Linked DNA regions of Ovis aries: region 1 is linked to region 2. Evidence: chromatin contacts called from public Hi-C data. All regions are on one chromosome and are shown on one strand. The core of a region is the stretch at or near the end of the contact, and the rest is flanking DNA. Distances in the headings are between cores, read along the strand shown. Region 1 has its middle 130 kb from the start of TRNAC-ACA. Region 2 has its middle 100 kb from the start of TRNAS-GGA.

Region 1 (5,302 bases), core at 1,526-4,025, 380 kb after region 2:
GATCTTTAGGTCTGGAGACGACAGGCCTGTCCTTAACCATTTAGCAAGACCAGGCCTGGGTTTGGTTTCTGACTGCTTCTGGCCTGCAGCTCCAAAAGATAACAGAGCCTTTAGCCCAGTTGATGGTTTTAGGCCTTAAGCCAGGAATTTAGAATGATGTACTGAATACAGTTGGACCTCTGAATCCAAAGGTTCTGCACTCCCCCCCACCCTGCTTCAACCAACTACAGATCAAAAATAACTGGAAAAACAAAAACTAAAGTTCCAAAGACTTGTATTTACTACATACCCACTGGCAGCTACTTACATACCATTTGCATTATATTTACAACTTATTTACATAGCATTTACATTGTATTAGGTATTGTAAGTATTTTGAGTAACCGAGAGATGATTTAAAGTATACTATACGGGAGGCTGCCCATCTATCATAGGCAAATACTACAGTATTTTATATAATGCACTTAAGCATCCTTGGATTTTGGTATGTGGGAGGGATGACTGGTATTAATCCTCCCTGATAGCTCAGTTCGTAAAGAATCTGCCTGCAATGCAGGAGACCTAGGTTCCATTCCTGGGTTGGGAAGATCCTCTAGGGAAGGAAATGGCAACCCACTCCAGTATTCTTGCCTGGAAAATCACACGGAAAGAAGAGCCTAGCAGGCTACAGTCCATGGGGTCACAAGAGTCAGGCAGGACTTAGCTACTAAAAAGAAAGAGAGGTACTTAGGGAGGGCTTCCTTGTCTTTAGGCTATGCATTTCCAGCAGAAGCAACCAACCACTCATACATTCTTAGAATTTCTTCTTCCAGGTTCTCTGGCACCTTCTACCAGCTCCACACCTTGCCTTCACTGAGCATTTTATTATTACTGACCATGCCTGAAAATTGGATCCATGGTTTTGCCACCCCCTGGCATATTGCCAGAGTTCCATCCCTCATCTGGAGCTGGATTTTCCCTTTCTGTGGTCCCATCTTGGCCAAATAGTCCCAATCTTACCATGCAGAGGTCAAGAGCAGAGCTGGCAGCAGAAGCTGCCTTCGGAGCTCTTAAGAAGACCTCTCTCCACTGTTCCCTGCTGCTCCCAGGGACACAGGTCACTCAGCAGAGTCAGCCTCTCTCCATTTTCCACTCAGTCTCATCTTGTTCTTGGTCTTTTCCCAAGACTCCCATGTGATGTGGTGAGCACCTGGGCCCTTTGGGAGGATAAGTTTACAGGTACTGGAAGGCCACGCACAGGAGTTATTCTCGTTTTGTGGGGGCTGTCCTTAAACCTTATTTTGATTCCTCCATGCGTCAATGAATTAGTGAGCTATGTCTCAGTGTGTCTCCAGAATGAAACCTGGAAATAAGGAAATCTAAGAAAAGGACCACTTGGATCTCCTCTGGATAGGCGCCTGATGGATTGGCAGCCCCAGGCCCACCCTTTGGGATCTGCCTCTGGGTCCATGGTGAGGCCACACTTTCACCAGCGAGAGGATGAACACAGCGGCATCCTCTAAGAGACCTTTACAGTGTGACCCAAGACTCCTAAGTTGAATGACTTTGGCTCATGGACTCCCCATCTGCCTGATCAGAGCTGTGTAAGCCTGCACTGCAGACCTAGAATCTTCCTAGCCAGCCCTCCGTCCTTCCCTTCTCCTCCCTAGGGGCAAGTCTGCATCTCTGTTTTAAGGTTCTCTGCCTGCTTCTGCTCCTCCTGTTTTCCCAAAACAGGCATTTCTTCCCCAAAATTTCTTGTGCGTTTGAACCTATCTGGACACTTCCTTGGCTAGAAAGATCTGAACTCTGTAGTCATCCCAGATAGACGGAGGGAGGGGGCAGAGACAGGGGAGGAAGGAAAGCTGATGGAGGGTGTTGCCATGGTGACCACAGTGGTCCACCAGATGCTCAGCCCTGCCTGGTGCCTTCTGAGAAATCGTGCCACTCAGCTCAGAATTCTATCACCTGTTTCTCCTTCCCCTGCCTGAGTGTTACTTAGGTTATTAACTGTTTTGCAAGTAGTACATCCTGAAGACTGCACTGCCTCTCCAGATGGCTAGATGGGGCCAAGCAGTCCACTCCAGAGCCCAAGCTCTTTATCACTAAGCTATGCCCCTCCAATGTATTGCAACATTTAAAAGCTTGACTTTGAAACCAACCTGATGTCCAAGGGTTACTTTTATTTGGTCACAAATTAGAAACAGTTTGGCAGTGAATACCTTTCTTACTTCAATATCTCATATTGGCAGGGTGGAAAATCCAGCTAGCAACTGTTATAAGACCATGACTGCTTGCTAGCTGTGTGACCTTGGGAAGATGACTTAACCCCTCTGAGCTTCCATTTCTTCATAAATCAAAAGCAGATAATCCATCTTCTGACTCCACAGAGCCATTTCGAGGATATGCCTGAGGTGGCGCAGTTGGTAAAGAATCTGCCTGCCAGTGCAGGAGACACAGAAGACTCAGGTTCAGATCCTGGGTGGGGAAGATCCCTTGGAGGAAATGGCAACCCACTCCAGTATTCTTGCCTGGGGGCAGGCTACAGCCCACAGGGTTGTAAAGAGTCAACATGACTGAGCACGCACATCATGTACCTGAAGGAACTTCGTAAACTCTATAGTGCTATCCAAGAAACGGATTATGCTCCTGGAATAATCTTGACCTTTTTTCCTACTTCCCTGCTCTCTGCTGTTTCTAAAACAAATGCATACTTTGTCTTGTCTCTCCTTCCCTGCACCCACCCCCACTGTGTTCTAGGCGCTTCCTCTGATTACAAAACTGGTTTCACAATCTCACCAGGACAGGTTGTTTCATTCTATTCCAACCTAGTGTAGATAACACAGATTTAAGGGTTTGTAATCCATCCTTCATTGATCAATGTTCTTGGCTGTTACACGCTTGCCTGAACTCCATCCCATTCAGTCATAGCGTCAAAGGCTTAAGAACAATGAGTGGTTTCATCTCTCTCTCATATCAGCTGGGAAGCTTTCTCTTAACCCTCTCCTCCTAAAGTGATCCCTAGGTTTTATTGGGCTTTTCACCTCTCCAAGACTCTCATGAGGGCTAAGGCTCCTCTCCCCAGGAAGAAATAAAAATAAAAGCGCACAAGCCTGTGTATACACACATACGCACATAAGCACACAGATATACACACATTCATAAACCAGGTACAATTCTGGGGCGATTCACAGATCCTCATAAACCCCGGGACTGTGGGTGCAGGTCTGAGGTGAAACATGGATCTCTGATATCAGATAAATCAGGTTTTAAATGCTGATTGTAAAATATTTTAACAATGATCCTGGCTCACAGGAAATGTTCAACAAGTGACAGCTGTATCATTAAAATAACATAGCATCTCCAGAGACATTATTCAGTCCCAGGAAATGATCAAGAAAAAACCTGGACAGCTTAAAACAGAAATTTCCGTTTCCTAGAGAAGAGAGGTTTCCATTCAACCGTGGAGGAGCCTAGGGCAGGTTCTCCCCCTGCTGGCCCCTGGTCAACCTGCATCCATGGGTTTGATTGCACTGGGTGTGGGCGTGGTCCTTGGGAAGGCAATGGGAACCGAGGTGGGAGATGAGGAATTAGAGGGCCCGTGGCCTACTTCCCTGGAGCCAGGGAACATACTGGAAAAGCTAAAGACAGGGACGTGTGTCTCTCCCTTTGTTTCTCTCCATTTTCCTTTTTTAAGCCCTAATTATCATATTTCCTGAGCACATTCTTCCTGGGTATCTGCTGTGGGGAGACGGCATAATCCCACATGAATAAGATACAGCCCTACTCACAGACCCTGCCTAAGGTCTCACTCTTAGGAAGCGTGCCTTCCTTCCTGACTTAGAGTTTCAGTTGAAAGCAGAGAGCACAGATCCACACTGGATGGTGTAATGATTCAAAGCAGGGGCTTTGAACTCTGACTCACAGCCCTGCCCTTGCTCACAGAGTGATGGGTTCACTGGGCCTCTCTGAGCCTCAGTTTCCTCATCTATAAAACAGGGTTAATAACAGCCTCCCCTCCCCCTCCAGCATGGTTAAGCAAATTTGTAAACAGTATTATGGATGCACCACAGAGAGTTTAGCAATAAAAAGAATTTAAGTAGTAGGTATTTGTGCTTCCCTGGTGTCTCAGACGGTAAAGAATCCACCTGCAATGCAGGAGACTTGGGTTTAATTCCTGGGTTGGGAAGCGATTAGCATTATTTTTATTCTACTATAGAAATCATTAATCAGTAAAAACCCTTTTTATTTTTAAAATTCCACAGTAATACTTGATTGTTACATAAGGTCAAACCACTTGGAAATTGCTAGCATTCAACCAGTGTTGACCTACAAAGCTAACACATTTCCCTATGGTGGTGGTTTAGTCGCTAAGTCATGTCTGACTCTCGCGAACCCCATGGACTGTAGCCTGGTTCCTCTGTCTATGGGATTTTCCAGGCCAGAATACTGGAGTGAGTTGCCTTTCCCTTCTCCAGGGGATCTTCCCAACCCAGGGATGGAACCCAGGTCCCCCACATTGCAGGCAGATTTTTTATCAGCTGAGCTACCAGGGAAGCCCTAGGAGTGAAGTCTTGATCCAATCAGGTCGTTGCTTTTTTAGCTTAATCTGGCAAGTGAAGGAGGGGTCAAATTTTCCCAGAGGGTAGCAGCAGGGTTATGAGTGGAGCACACGGACATTGAAGTCATCACTAATATCCACTCTGCTTGAGAGCACTATCCTGTTTTCTGTAGGACTCCTCCAGCAGCAATAGCCAGCCTGTCTGTCTGCCGCCCCCACCAACACCCCCTCCCCCCGCCCCCGGCCCAGGGGCAGAGTGCTGCCTCAACAGGTACACTTGGCTTTGGCGAGTGAGCGATGTGGCCTTGGCAAGCTGTTTCATCGGCTCCTGGAGATGAGATGAACTGTTACTTTTGACCTTATAATTTCCCAATCTCTCTGGGTAATCAGGATTTGGGCTAGAGCACAATTGCTTACTGGAGTAAAACTGTGGTAGAGTTAAACCCGCTGCCTCTCTTTATTGTTCCAAGCATTTTGCCAACATCAACAACTCCTTGCTATTTTTGGAACTGGAATGTTGCTATCAGGGTATGCACAGCCTAGAAGGACTTAGCCATGTGTACCAGAAGTTTCTTAAACGCACAGAAGTTCCTGTTCAGGGCGTAGACGGAACTGTGTCCAGAAGGGTCTGCTTCTCAGTCTCCTGGCCTTGGGGCTGATGAAATTCCCATCAGTGTAGACGCAGCTGAACGACGGTGCCGTCACTTACTATAGACGCTCAGTTTGTTCCCACTACTCCAGTGAAAGAGTGAACGTGGGGGT
Region 2 (5,423 bases), core at 2,346-4,845:
TGCATTGAGGATTAACAGAAAAGCACGTGGTTTGTTCCCGCCTGGCCGCTGGCCAGGACCCTGAGATGGGCAGAATAACCGCCAGATGGGTTACTGAATCTCCGTGTGCTCCAGTGACGAGTATCTCAGAGTTCTATTCCCGTTCCAAATCCAGAGAAACTCTCAGCAAATGTCATCCTTGCTTTGAGGATGCTCACCCAACAGGTCACTTTAATTTCCAAGCTGATGCTTTAGTGTGGCGAGCACCCACTTCCTCCCCTCCTGGCCCTTTATCTGTTTCCATTGAGCTGAGCTCCCTGAAATAAGTGGCTGCTCCCCACCCTGCCCATCACCCTTAGCAACACACAATGGACAAGGAACAACAGGTCCCCTATCAGTGGAGCCCGAGGTGCGGCTGGGAGGACAGGAAACCTCTGCCGGGGCCTCCACACCCACTCCACCGCTGGCCACCTCGCCAGCGTGCAGCTGGGGGGAGTCACTGAACTCAAAGCACAGCATCTCTTTAGAAAGCAAAGTCCACCCTGTCTTCAGGCCCCATAGGTCCTGAGAAACGATGTCTTCTCCAGTTGTGTTTGGGGGCCTTGAGATGCTGGACTCTAGGCCTGGAATCAGAGTGGGAGGATTCCTTTTCATTCCATTTCAACAACACAGCACTTCTAAGAGTGCTTGTGATTGAAAATCTAGGTGAAGAGACATCAATGAGAACATCTCGTCTTGTTGTCAAGGTGCCTATAATCTGGGAAAGAAGGGTGAGGCCAGAAGGGGAAGGAAGCCCCAGAGAAAGACAGAGACCCAGTGCAAAATAGCCTAAAGTATGTTTCAACAAAAAAGTAATGAGAATCATAATCTACTTTATAGAACAGAAAAGCATGCAGCTGCGGGGCAGGAATGCAAATCCAGTCTGCCACCTGCTTTTATAAATAAAGTTTTATTGAAACATAGTCATGCCCATTTGTTTACACACTGTCCATGGTCATATTCACCCTACAATGAAAAGCTGAGAGACCATAGTCCCCTGCAAGGGCAAATTACTTACTATAGAATTTTTTCCAGAAAAATGCTTCAGACCCCCCATCTACATGGGCACTCTCCTCTCTCTCTCTCTTTAGTCGCTCAGTCATGTCCAACTCTTGCAACTCCGTGGACTGTAGCCTGCCAGGCTCCTCTGTCCATGGGATTCTCCAGGCAAGAATACTGGAGTGGGCTGTGATTCCCTTCTCCAGGGGATCTTCCCAACCCAGGAATCAAACCTGGGTCTCCTGCATGGCAGGCAGATTATTTACCGACTGAGCTATGAGGGAAGCCCCAAACTGTTAGGAAACACATGGCAATATGTGGGTACTGGACATGTTTAATTCCACTTAATCATTCCAGTGACCTTTGCCCTGTAAGTATTATTAAATGAACTTTGCAGATGGAGGCTAAGAGAAGAAGCTGCTCGAAGTCACATAAATTAAAGAGAAGTATCTGGATTTGGCCCAAAGGCACTGCTGCTTCTTCAGACACCTGTAAGCTGAGATATGCTCTCAACCTCTGCATTGGCAGATGATTCTGATTAATGATGAGGGGCTGGAGAAAGCCTTCAGGAGGGGAGGAGTGGCTGGTGGACAGCAGAGTGGCAGGAGAGAACTCAGCCAGCAGCAGAGGGGACCTTGAGAAAGAATGTTAGAACTGCAGAGCCAGACGGAGCCATCAAGATCAAGCTCACAATACCCTTCATCTTAATCAGCTGGGGCTGCTGTCAGAAAATCCCAGCGACCGAGGGTCTTAAGCCACAGACATTCATTCTCACAGTTTTAGAGGCCGGAAGTCCAAAATCAAGGGGCAGTTTCTGCTCCTGGTGAGCAGCCACTTCCTGGCTAACAGATGCTGTTTTTCTTTCTTTCTTTCTTTCTTTTTTTTTTTTTTTTTTACGAGGATACTAATCCAATGACGGGGCCCCTAGCTCATGACCTCATGAACCTAATTACCTCCCAAAGGCCTACGCCACATATCATCACATTCTGGGTTAGGGCTCCAACATGGAATTCGAGGGGGGTTGCAAACATTCAGTTCTACGGAAGGGACTGGAGACCAGAGAAGTAAAGGAACGCACTCAGGGTCGCACAGCAATAGACTGAGCTGGAAGCAAAACACGCTTAGAGCTTTGCAGAGTCTCAGCCTTTTCTGGGCCAATCGTGCCTCCCTATCAGATGCCCTGTGTTTACTCTGGGCTGATCACCATCCCAGGGAGCACTGGAGCTTTGTGCTGTTTGCAGTCAGAATCAAGCCAGTTGCAGGCTTGCTGTTTGTTTTACCTGCATGCCCTCATGTGATAGTCGTTTCTGTTTGACCAGGTGCAGAGAAAGGACACAGGACTGGAAGTCAGCCAACCTGGCATCCTGTTTGTCACCGGCTCCATGTGTGACCTTGGATCAGTCACTTAAATACTCTGACTCCATCTGACTGTGTAAAATGTGGGGCAGAGATAAACAGCCCTTTCCTTTTGACTCCAATTGTTCCTATCAAATAAAATTGATTAACATAGAGATCGTTAAGGGACCAAAGACCACACACCCATCAGCTGGTCATCCTTGCTTTTCTGTCACATTTGATCTCATCAGATCAAGAATCAGGAATGCATTATTTGAATTTGGGAGACACACAATATTAAGGAGCAGAATTCAGGCACGCATTGCACAGAAAAGTATTAACTGAGCTTATTTTTTGTCAGGATATGTGCTTCACGCTAGGATGCAGCTGTGAATAAAACAGGGGTGATCAGACAGTGCCATGTGATGTGAGAAATGCCACACAGAAGAGGAAGGGAAGAATAATGATACCAAGAGGCTCCAGAGCAAGACGGCCTGGATTCGACCACTGATGGCACCTAATTGCCTGTGTAGCCTTATACACATTCTTTAATTTCTCTCATCTGTGAAACAGAGACAAAAATAGTTTAAAATAAATAAATGAACAAGAAGCAGACTCAGATATAGAGAAGAAACTAGTGGTCACCCGTGGTTGGAAGGAGTAGAATTTCCAAACTGTTGGGTGTAAGATAGACTACAAGGATGTACTTACTGTACAGCATGGGGAAGATAGCCAATAGCTTGTGAAAAATGTAAATGGAAAATAACCTCTGACAATTGTATTAAGAATGTTAAAAAAGTTGTTTTAAATGGTATCTGTCTCAGTGTTGGCAGGGAGAATCAGTTGAGCAAATTCTTACAAAGTTCTCTAAAGTGTGCTGCTCAGTGAGGCACGCCAGCTCTCATGGAGGTGATGGAGAGGTGCTGGGTGACAAAGGAGAAGGAAGAAACGGCACCTACGTGATTCAGGCCAGGGTTGAGGGGACACAGCAATGCGGGCTCCCCAAGGGGGGTGACATCAAAGAGGCTCAAAGAACGAGCCGGAGTCAGAGTGGTGGAGGGCAGGGGTGGGGAGTCTCCCTGGAAGGGGGAATCTCATGTGTGAAGTCCCTCAGACAAGGGAGAATAGGAGTTTTGGGGGAACCAAGAAGTAGGTGACAGGTGAGGCTGGGAGATCAGCCCAAGTCTAATACCAAAGACTTTCTAGCCCCTGTCTCCCACTCTGGAGCTAGAGCTGTATAACCCACCACACAATTTACCTGCTCAGCCATGTGAAAAGCACTGGAGGAATCCAGCCTTAGGGGCCACGTGGGCGCTGGGGGTTGGAGTTTGGTCAAGCAGGAGTTTTGTCCGAAGCTGCCAGGGACAGAAGGATCAGGGTGTGGGCTGGCTGTGCAAGGTCAGGCTCAGCCAGAGAAAGAGCCAGAGCAGCTGGAGCGGAAAACAAAGCCAAGAGGGCAGAGGGCAGCCAAGTAGACGTGGGAAGAAAGCAGAGAGAGAGGGAGCTCACGGAGAAGAAGTCATGGGGCTCAAGACAAGTGTCCAAGGAAGGCCGGAGGGCCAGCCTGTGTGAAGGGTCCTGTGTGAAGGGCCCTGATCGCAGGGTCCGTGGGGGCACCAGGCGGCTTGACAGCCAAGGGTCTGGATGGATGCCCAGCACCCTCACATGCTCATGAGGCCGGTCAAGGTGAACTCGGGGAAGATCTCTGTCAGACCTGTGCTCAAGCACTGCCCTCTCTTGCCCTGGTGGGATGTGGGGTCTTTAGGGGGACTTTCTACCATCATCACCCCCAGGGTGTCTGGGAGGAAAGTGTTGGGAGAAACAGCTTTCAACAGCCTCTGCTCTAAAGCCAGAAGATCTATGATGACCACTGCACCTCCATCTCATGCCTGTGTGAGTGTAGATTGTAATGGAGCTGTTGGCTTATTTTTTACGAGGATTACATACAGCTGCTTCATGCTTGAAACAGAGTGCGTCCTCTGTGTAATTAAGTAGTTTGGTTTAGCTTTACCCACGTACGCAGGAACGTTTATCTAAGCCTATATTCTAGGCTCCCTGTTGGCTGTTCAGAACATGAAGAGTAGGGCATAGTCCCTGCCAATAAGCAGCTTACAGCCTAATGAGTAAATCAGGCAAGGGAACGGTGAGTTCTAGCGGCTGGGCAGAGAGAAGCCAGTGGTGCTGGGGAGGCTGGATGAGCTTGATGAAGGGAAAAATGGGTTGGAAACAGACGTATAGATAGTAAACGCAGACTTACCTGTCCAAATGACTCACACTTCTAACAAAGATCCAGGGAGGGAAGAGGAACAAATATTGACAAAAACAAGAACTACTGGGGACTTCCTTCATGGTCCAGCGGTTAAGACTCCATGCTTCCAACTCAGGGGGCACAGGTTCTATCCCCAGTCAGGGAACTGAGTTCCAATATACTGTGAGATCAAAAAATTAAAAACAAACAAACAAAAATAAAAACTGTGAAGATAAAGTGGTGATAAAGTTCTGAGAAGGTACTGCCATATCACCAACCCCTGGGCCACCTCTTAGAGAAGACCTTCTTCTCCGTTATTAAACAGAAAAAAGTTGCTGACAGACATTGCTTTTGTGGCTCGGAAAAAATAAGTACTTCAAAACGTTACCAACAAGTTGCTACCGAGTCTCCTTTTCTTCCTGATATTCAGGCTTCTGGGTTTTTATTGTTCCCCATTGATTTACCATGCAATAAAAATAAATATGAAAGGCAATGGATTTGTCCTATGGAAAAAAGAAGGTATCAGCGAGTTTCAAATACATTTAGGGTTTTATTTCTATTTGAATTTCATGTTTTAAAATGTGAATATATTAAGGGTTAGGATAATGATCATTCTAAGTGACTCCATCATCGAAACATTTAAAACAAGAAAAACGTTTTTGCCTACAAAGCAAAGTGAAAATGGAAGTAGCTACCAGACTAATCAGAATAATTTAAGCCTCCGTAACATCACTTTTTTTTGTTTTCTGTGTTACAAATAGCGTGAAAAGAAGAGAAGTGAAAAGCAAAGGAGAAAAGGAAAGATATACACATTTGAATGCAG

The links. Hi-C and Micro-C count contacts between places; a contact is called where the count stands out from the background.
Region 1: a contact with region 2 is called in a Hi-C map of liver, with 7 times the contacts expected there. The contact joins two enhancer-like sites. A contact is called at or near these places in 2 of 16 Hi-C or Micro-C datasets (liver and mixed tissues).

What each region holds. Positions count from the first base shown.
Region 1 is chr6:111,004,601-111,009,902 of ARS-UI_Ramb_v3.0, forward strand. No RefSeq gene overlaps it. Among named protein-coding and RNA genes, the nearest start is that of TRNAC-ACA, 130 kb to the right of the region's middle. Within about 2 kb of position 2,776, at least 5 of the 54 cell types and tissues checked have an H3K27ac peak or open chromatin away from gene starts, as enhancers often do. A contact at or near this core is called in liver, where this site is marked.
Region 2 is chr6:110,620,941-110,626,363 of ARS-UI_Ramb_v3.0, forward strand. No RefSeq gene overlaps it. Among named protein-coding and RNA genes, the nearest start is that of TRNAS-GGA, 100 kb to the left of the region's middle. Within about 2 kb of position 3,596, at least 5 of the 54 cell types and tissues checked have an H3K27ac peak or open chromatin away from gene starts, as enhancers often do. A contact at or near this core is called in liver, where this site is marked.